Regions from separate parts of the Mus musculus genome. Here region 1 is linked to region 2. The links are chromatin contacts, called in public promoter capture Hi-C maps. All regions are on one chromosome and are shown on one strand. Each heading gives the region's core, a stretch centred on a gene start, on an enhancer-like site or on the middle of the called end of the contact. The rest is flanking DNA. Distances are from core to core; before and after follow the strand shown. Region 1 holds the start of Cks1b (CDC28 protein kinase 1b). Region 2 overlaps Smg5 (Smg-5 homolog, nonsense mediated mRNA decay factor (C. elegans)).

Region 1 (4,311 bases), core at 1,452-3,951, 1.1 Mb after region 2:
ACCCAATAGTAAAAAACACGTCAGCAAATTCACACCATCCTTGTAACAGCCATGATCTAGATTTCACATGCTTCTGCCAAATGACTAATATGGCCTGCTGGGTCCCGCGCACACGAGGGCTTTGAGGTCACACTCATCTGACAGGGCTGTGGCACTGGTGGCTCAACTCCAGAAGCAAAGCAGGTACCAGCACATTCAAACAGTGTATCCTTTACATATCAAAGTGAGAAATAAGAAAGCAACATGGTCACGCGATCAGAAAGATGGCAGGGAGTGAGGACAGCTGTGGACCGCTCGAGGCCGGAAGGCGGTTCGCCGGCTTCATTTCTTTGGCTTCTTGGGCAGTGGCCGTCGGAACAGTAAGATGTGAGGTTCTGGAAGAAACAGTGAAATCTAAGAAAGAAACTCCCAGCATTCTGAGCAGTCGACAGTGCATGCTACTGCGCAGTGCAGTGCTACGGACTCTTCACAGCATGCAGGTGCACACAGCCCGAGAGCCTGCCCTTTCTGCCACGCACAGAAGTGTTACAATAGAATTAACTGTCTTTGCTTATCTGGAACAGATCCAGTGATTTGCAGGGGCCATCACCAGGATATATGTGGCTTTAAAAAGAGTCCCCTCCAATGACTGACGCCCTCCTCCCTCTACTGCTCTGCTCTGTAATCTCCCTACATTTCACTGACCTGGTTCATGGATCATATAGTGGACCCATCCCTGACTCTGCTGAACGCCGAGGTTCCTCCATTCAGATTCAGACATCAGATGGGTTTTCGGGACCAGCTTGGCTATGTCCTTGGGCAACATGACATGCCTGTAACAGAAACATGGGGATGTGAGTGAGGACTGTGTCAGAGCTGTCAGTCTGCCAGACACTGACCTACATACTGAGAGCGGAGTGTGGCACACGTGCCATGATTCTGGCACTCGGGGATATGGCAGCATGACCGGGAGTTTCAGGCTATCCTGCGCTACAGAGAATCTGTGAAAATAAGTAACTAGCCCAGTGTGGGCACTCCTTTAATCCCCGCACTCAGGAGGCAGAGGCAGGTGGGTCTCAGTTGAGGCCAGCCTGGTCTACAGGGCAAGTTCCAGGACAACCACAGCAGCAGATGAACCCTGTCTCAAAAACACAAAACCAAACAACCACAACCACAACGAAACAACAACAAACAAAAACAAGAAAGAAAGCAAAACCAAAATAAAAACACCATGGGTTTTCACCACTTTCATAAGAGTTATTAAAACCACAAATGAGCAATTTGATGTGTGACTCCTGGGTATGAGATACTGACGATATTTGTTTCTCCTTTGATCACAGGCCTCACAGGCCTCTAGCTGGTTACCTACTCTAGGACTGTGTGGAAAGGCCTTTTACGGAACAGGTATGAAGACAAACATGCAAATGTTCATACTTCTAAGGGATGTGCTATGATACTTGGAAAATCCCAAGCTTTCCCAAACATAAGTTTATGGCAAAAAATTACCTGACTTGACTCAGGCTACCCCAAGTAGATTTACTTTATCATGCTCAGTGAAGATGTACTAAATGCTTCTTCCTTTGTGATAATAACAAGAGCCCCACCCCATTGTTGTCCAAATGTCAGAAAAGAGCTTCCATTCTAACTGTGACTTCGATACACAGAACCAAAAAAAAAAAAAAAAAAAGAAAAAAAAGAAAAAAAAGAAAAAAAAAAAAGAAACCCAAACAAACCCCTCCTTTAAACAAAAATGCCAAGGCTAAGCTGGAGTTACAGCTTCCCAGAGATGAAGCCACTCATTTCTCCAGCCATGCAAATGCTGTAAGTGTAACATTGTTACAGACGTGGAAAACAGCTGAGTACTTTACACTTGAGACAAGGTTCCATCTGTAGTGTGATCTGGGCTGGACCCTATGACAATCCTGCAGCCTCAGCTTCCAGAATGCTGAGATTAAAGATGTGAGCTACCGTACCAGCTTATCTTGCACCTTAACAGAAAACACTTGAAACCTCTATGCGCGCCATGAATGATCAAGTATTTGAAAGGTATCTACCCACGGCCACAGTCTTCATGCCACTCCAAGTCCTGTAAAAGCCTATCTAAAACAAGGCTGACAACTACTCATCTTTTTTATAAACTAAAAACCACCAACACTGAGGCTCTCTTAGAACCGTCCTTTCATCAAGAGCATGAAACTTTCAGTTCTGCACGGGCTACCTTCTTTCTCCCAGCAGACTTTGAGATTTCAGTAACGCGAGCAGTTCCTATTAGGGAAATCGCCACAACAAAGTTGCTTTAGTGATGTGAATTCCCAGAGGTAAAACTGATCAGAGCTACAAGACGCTTCAATTTAACAGCCGGCCAACTCTAAGTTCCCTTTCATTGTTTTACATCCTCCGTCCACCTTTTGCGCATGTGCTTTGCTGCTGTACCCAATCCCACCCCCACCCCACTCCCCGGTAATTCCTTGCGCACGCGCCCGTTCTACACTGTCCCCCGCCCCCATCCCCCGCCTCCCACTCCGGCCTAGGTAACTAACTCCTCGCGTGCTCTCTTTTGTCTGTAGTCCCCGCGCCGGCACTAACCGGTATTCGAACTCCTCGTCGTCGTATTTGTCCGAATAGTAGATTTGTTTGTGGGACATGATTGCTCTGTCCGAGGGCGCTCAGCCCCGCGCCGCAGGCCTCCAGACAACTCCCAGCAGCACGCGCTCCCACCCTCTTTGGCCTCGCTTTCAAACACACCGCCCGCACTTCCTATTGGTCTCTGCGGCCGAAGGCGGGACAGCTCCATTTTGAAGTCCTCGATTGGCTTGCTTTGGCGTCTCTTCAAGTCGTAAATGGAGTGCTGTGCTCAGGTTTCTGAAGAATGAGCTGGGTCAAACTAGGATTCTCATTGGCTCTCACTGCGCCCCTTGAGCCTGCTGGCGCAGCCATTGGCCAACTTTGGAAAGCAGACGGGTAAAGGAGGGACAGCGAGGTAGGGGGTCAGGGGTTAGTGAGGCCGGAAGTGAGTGTAATAAAGTTTGTCTGGGGAGGCCCAGGCTGGGGTGAAAGTTGGGGCGGTGACTTAAGCAGACAGTTGCGTGATCCGGAACCAGATCGGCCCGCGGTGCGGTGCGGAGACTCCATGAGACCCTGGTAAGTCTAGACTTTCTTTCTGTGGCGACCAACTCCTCTTCCACCCCGGAACCCCTCTCCCAGGACCCTACTTCCGGTCTTGCTGTATAAGTCCCGCCCCCGAGACCCCTCTCCGGAAGTCCCACCTTCCTACTTCAAGGGGCTCCCTGAACCCCGACTTGTCTCTTATGATCGCGACCACACCCTGTGGTCTTACTTTCCTGGGAATCGCACCCCCAGACGTGTTTCCCAGCACCATATGATTAGTCTTCCTTGTTCTCTCTCTGAGTCTGCCTCTTCAGGATTCTCGGTTGAACCCAGTCTATCCATTGCCTGGCTTCCAAAAGAGGGAAAACCGTGCTTTTGAAAGACCGATGTGACTTTGTAGAAGTGACGCCTCTTTGGGACCCCGCCCCTTTGGGACCCGCCCCTTCCACTGTCCACGTCCGATCCTGGGAATGTGCCGTACTCCCTGTTTAGGGACCTTGTCCCCTCAGGATTCTCCTTCCTCTTGGGCTTGGGTCAGTGCCGCAAAACCCAGGTCTTAAATGCCTGACGTTTCATCCGCTTCTATATCCCTCTCCTTGTTTTAAGCTTTGGGCTTAATTCTCCTGAGCTCTGGTGCTCCATAAGGTGGGGGGTTGAAATTTGTGGTTGTAAGGAGTGAGCTTATTAGCAGCGTCGCCCCTCTCCCCTCTTCGCCCACCCCCGTAACCTTCGAGAGTGAATTAAGTCGAAGGGACTGAATTTCGTTTACAGCTGGAGAGTGGATGAAGGAAAGGAGACTCTTGACTCCTTTGAGACCCCATCCCAAAGACAGCCATAGATGGCACCTTCCCATGCCTGGATTGGACTAAGCATTGGTTTGTGTGAGCCTAACGGGAGTCAAAGTTTTCCTGCTGTCAAAAGAAAAACTGTTTTGGAGACAGGAGTAGAGGTTCTCGTCCTTTCCGCTGTTTTTACAAGACCCCTCCCCCTATCCAGATATTCTAGTTTGGCATTCATCCTGGCCCCACTTGCCTAACCTTCCCTGCTGGAAACATTCCTGAGGCTTTCGCCATTTCCTGCTATTTCCTGCCCCTCCAGCTTCCTCCCTGCTGTGCCGAGGTGTTTAACGCGGCTTTTCTCCTGCCCTTACTACCTAGCCTTGGGTGCAGGAGGCAATCTCTAAGCAAACTTAAAGGCTCGTGTTGACTTTTTCTTCCAAATGCG
Region 2 (4,719 bases), core at 1,630-4,129:
CCATCTCAGGCAGCCGCCTCACAGCGATGGCGGCCGAGCAGGGCCGGCGGCAGTGGCGGCTGCGGGTACAGCTGGAGACGGCAGTGGAGGCGCCAGTGGTGGGTGGCGGGGGCCTGTGACCAGGAGGTGCCCTCGGGCCCAGGCACCATGAGCCAAGGCCCTCCTCCAGGGGAGAGCAGCGAACCCGAGGCAAAGGTCCTCCACACCAAGCGGCTTTACCGGTGAGAGGGCCAGGGTGTGTGTGTGCAGCCGCGGCGGGGAAGCGGGGCCGGCGAGGGGCGGGGCCTGCGGCTGGCGGGCGGGCCGGGCGAGGGCGGGGGTGCAGCGGGGTGCGGGCGGGCGTCCCGGGAGGAGCTGAGAAGCAGTGGGTGGGTGGGTGGGTGGGAGGTTTGAAGCGAGTGCAGGAACCCCTGCCGCGGTGAGCCTAGCGTGACGCGGGGCTTTGCGGAGTTGGAGAGAGCCGGTGGGAATTGGGGGCAGCTGAGGATGGGGGTCACGGGTGGAGAAGACCCGAAAGGGACTGGTGCTCAGAACCCTACCGGGCACCTGTGGTTTACTGGAAACAGCCATTGACTGACGTCCTCCAAACCAGGTTCATGTCCTTCATTTGCCCCTCTCGCTATGTGACCTTGGGCCTCAGTTTCTTCCTTAAAAGGAAGGATTTGAGCCGGGCGTGGTGGCGCACGCCTTTAATCCCAGCACTCAAGAGGCAGAGGCAGGTGGATCTCTGAGTTCTGGGCCAGCCTGGTCTACAGAGTGAGTTCCAGGACAGCCAGGGCTACACAGAGAAACCCTGTCTCGAAAAACAAACAAACAAAAAACAGAATTTGATTGATGGCTCATCCCTGGCTGCTCTTCCCGAGGTTCCTGGTTCGATTCCCAGCACCCATATAGCAGCTCATTAACTGTAACTATGGGATCTGACACTCGCACAGACATACGTGTAGGCAAAACACCAGTGCACAAAAATTAAAGGTAAATCTTTTAAGAAAGAAATTTCAAATTTTATATACATATATAGGTTTGATTTGAATACACTATGAAATCCATTATGGCTTACATTTTGTGGACTCTTGAGTTGGAATAAAGACTAGAAAGGCTAATTATTTTGTTGACTAGGAAGGAGGACTTTGGGTTCATCGGTGCAGGCACCCTGTGACTCAGTTCTTCCTTAGGATCTCATGTCCACAGAGTGTAGGTAAAACGTAGATCGCAGAGCTGAGTCATGGGAAGATGAAGAGTGGAGACCACGCTGACTGTTCTGCCTTCTAGTAGGAGGTGGAGCTCCAGCTTCCGTCTTACCTCAGGCCCTGCTGAATGGAGGCTGCCATGAGAAAACCCAGAGCTGCTTGATTCATGTGCTCTGCCTCTTCTGGCCTTGTAAGCTAGGAGGCGAAAGGGAATGTAGGCCTGTTTGGAAATAGGAAGTTGATGCCACGGCTTCCATCCCACCAAGGGGCCCCAAGCAGTGATCCCCAGGCCGAGGAGTTCTCCAGAAATGGCTTGTGTAACCAGTCATGCCTCGAAGTGCTGAGCAGCCTGTCAGACACAGCGTGGGCAGTGTCTTCGATATTCCTTGCTTGTCTCCAGCCTGGGGAATGGCTCTGGACAATCTTCTGACTGTGTCAGGCCAGCTTTCTCAATTTCTCACACCTTCCTTTCTCAGGACTGACAGGTTGAGCTGGTGTGTGACAGGTTGCTTGCAGTATGTGACTTGTATGTATGTATGTGGGTATGTGTGTGTGTGTGTGGGGGGGGGGTTATCTGTGACTGTGTTGGTTTTGAGCAGGGTAAACAACTGAGGCAGCCAGTTTTGTTATGTTTGTGTTTGGTGTGTGTACATGCATGTGTGTGTGTGTGTGTGTGTGTGTGTGTGTGTAAGGCACTGGTGATGACATTCTGACTTTTGATAAATGTGTTAGTCTGTGGAGCTGTCATTGAGTTTCAGAAAATTGGAAAAACTCCTGAAGCTAGCAATCTACAAATAGAGCATTTTGATTTCTTTTAAGGCTATCCAAAGAAAAAGAAGGAAGAAAGGGGTTGCTGGGGAATCTATAAACACCACTGAATTTATTAGGTTTATTAACTCTGTACTTATTTTAGAAATATTTGTACGACTTTGATTTGAGACAAGACTAATTTTTGTGGTTTTTCAAAGGGAGATTATAGTTTTGTTTGTTTCTTGAGCCCTGGCTGTTCTGGAGCTCTCTCTGTAGATCAGACTGGGCTGGAACTCAGAGATAAGCCTGCTTCTGCTTCCTGAGTGCTGAGACGACAGGCGTGCGCTCTGGCAAGGTTCTATAGTTTCTTGAAGAAGCTTATGGTCTGATAGAGAATGGGGAAGAGGTGCTAAGTACTCCCAGAGCTAAGTGTTTCTCTTTGGAGCTCTTTTTAAAAATTGAGGCCGGGCGTGGTGGTGCACGCCTTTAATTAATCCCAGTAATTAGGAGGCAGAGGCAGGCGGATTTCTGAGTTCCAGGACAGACAAGGCTACACAGAGAGAAACTCTGTCTTGGAAAAAAAAAAAAAAAAACAAAAGATAAATAAATACATAATTGAGAATGTAATGAAATTTCTGGAGTCTGTTCATAAAAGTACAAATGCTTGGGCTGGGGGTGTAGTAGGTTAGTGGAGGCTCTGGGTTCAGTCTTCAAGTGGCATCAACAAAAAAACAAAACACCTATACTCTTATTAAGTCTGCCTGTGGTACTGAAGCCCCTTTGGGCTCAGGATGCCTAGACAGGACAGTCACTTGAATTTGAACTCGGAGAATGAAGACAGCAAGATCCTGTCCCTAACAAACTCACCCTGTCCAAGGGACTAAGCTGCTGCCTCTAGCATTGAAGTCCAGCTTGGCAGAAAGGGCTTGGCTCTCACTTCTAGGTAGCCTGAAAGGTGACTGAACTCCAGAATATTTAGTTATCAAGCTTGTCTGTGAGAATGCTTTGATTTCCAGCCCACTCGTTCAGCTGGGTGCTGTCAGTCATTTGGCCCTATGTAGGGTAGCTTTTAGTAGTGTGCTTGCTACTGGGTCATACAGAGTCCAGGCTTGCTGTGGTCCACTTTCTCTGGCCTAAGAGCACATCTTGGTTTGTTCTGGCATCGTCAGTCTGTGTTTGGATTGCCTTTGTGTCTACAGCAGAGCTTAATTTGCCTGCTTCCATAGCTATTACTTGCCATACTTTTGTGTAAACTAGAGAAGAGCCTACTTTGGGGACTTCTTAGGCATCTGTGGTATAGTTTCTGTGGCTGTCTTTGCTATGGTGGCTCACTTGCCTCTTAGCTTCTAGAATCAAACACCTCAATTATATAACAAAAAGGAGGGAAATTAATGCTTATTGAACATTTACCGAGCATTGTCATGAGTGTTATATTTTTTTAACAAAGCAGTTAATTGTCATATTTCCATTTTATAGTAAGGTGAGCTGAAGTATATGCAATACCACAGAGCTGGTTATGAATAGAGATGAAATTAGAGCCCATGAAGTTTGCTTCCAAGCCTACAGTCTTTTTTTTTTTTTGGTTTTTTCGAGACAGGATTTCTCTGTGTAGCCTTGGCTGTCCTGGAACTCACTTTGTACACCAGGCTGGCCTTGAACTCAGAAATCCACCTGCCTCTGGCTCCCAAGTGCTGGGATTAAAGGTGTGCGCCACCACTGCCCAGCTGAAGTGTTTTTTTTTTTTTAAAGTTCTGTTCATCTATTTCGTATGTACACGAGTATGGGCATACTTGTGCCATTAAGTACCAGAGCTTGTGTGGTGGTTAGAGGACAACTTCTGGGAGTCAGTTTTTCCCTTTTACTCTGTAGAACTCAGGGACAGATTGAGGTCGTCAGCAGACTTCATCCAAAGCCTTAACCCTTAACTGAGCCATCAGGCCATGCCACCATTTCCTCTTTGAGACAGTCTCATGTGCCCCCCTAGTTCGTGAATGCTGGGACTATACACGGTCACTCAGTTCTGTTTATTTGTTGGTTTTTTTTTTTTTTTTTTTTTTTTTTTGCTTTTATTTATTTGTGTATATGCATACTTTTAGCATACTTCACATTAAATTTATAATTCACTCAAAAAAAATCTCAGGACAGAATTAGAACTAGAAAAACACTTATCCTTATATTTCATAAGCTACATGGACTCAATCTTTCCTCATCCCTTTATATTTTCTTCTCTTTTATTTTATACTATATGCATGGGCACATTTGTTTACATGTACACACACCCACATACATACGTGTATATCTATACACACACGAGATTTTGAATATGAGAGAAATGTGGTTTTTTTTTTCTGAGACCTCTGTTTTGTTATAATGAGTAAAGTATGAATAAACATATACCTGTGTATCTGTGTACGTGTGTGTCTGTGTTTCAGAATGGAGAGATGAAGAGTACATATTTTTCTTCCAGAGTTTGAATCTTAAAACCCATAGTTCACAATTACCTCTGACTCTAGCTCCAGAGAATTTGTCACCCTCCTCTGGCCTCAGGTGTGTGTGTGTGTGCTGTTTCAAAGCATTTGCCCTTGTGCATACATAATAGCCCTGACACTCATCTGGAATCATGGACAACTTCATGACTCCAGGTGAGTGTCCCATGACTTCATGGGAGTCAGTCTTCTCCCTCACCATGTGGGTGGGGCTCCAGAGTCAGACTTGGGTTATCAGGCCTGACATCAAGTTTTGCCAGCCCATGGTGCCTTATTTTTGTTAAGATTTTTTT

The links. Promoter capture Hi-C pulls out the DNA fragments that hold promoters and counts their contacts.
Region 1: a contact with region 2 is called in a promoter capture Hi-C map of liver, with 3 times the contacts expected there. The contact joins the promoter of Cks1b here to the enhancer-like site in region 2. A contact is called at or near these places in 5 of 39 promoter capture datasets (erythroid cells, hippocampal neurons, liver and 1 more) and 1 of 484 Hi-C or Micro-C datasets (B cells).

The regions. Positions count from the first base shown.
Region 1 is chr3:89,415,590-89,419,900 of GRCm38.p6, forward strand. It overlaps Cks1b (CDC28 protein kinase 1b), which reads right to left and starts at 2,702. Exons shown (of 3, transcript NM_016904.1): 1 at 2,566-2,702; 2 at 685-812; 3 at 1-374. The coding sequence starts at 2,624. The coding sequence ends at 322. It also overlaps a transcript of Shc1 not described here.
Region 2 is chr3:88,336,277-88,340,995 of GRCm38.p6, forward strand. It overlaps Smg5 (Smg-5 homolog, nonsense mediated mRNA decay factor (C. elegans)), which reads left to right. Exons shown (of 22, transcript NM_178246.3): 1 at 1-221. The coding sequence starts at 148. Among named protein-coding and RNA genes, the nearest start is that of Smg5, 2.4 kb to the left of the region's middle. Within about 2 kb of position 2,880, at least 11 of the 459 cell types and tissues checked have an H3K27ac peak or open chromatin away from gene starts, as enhancers often do. A contact at or near this core is called in liver, where this site is marked.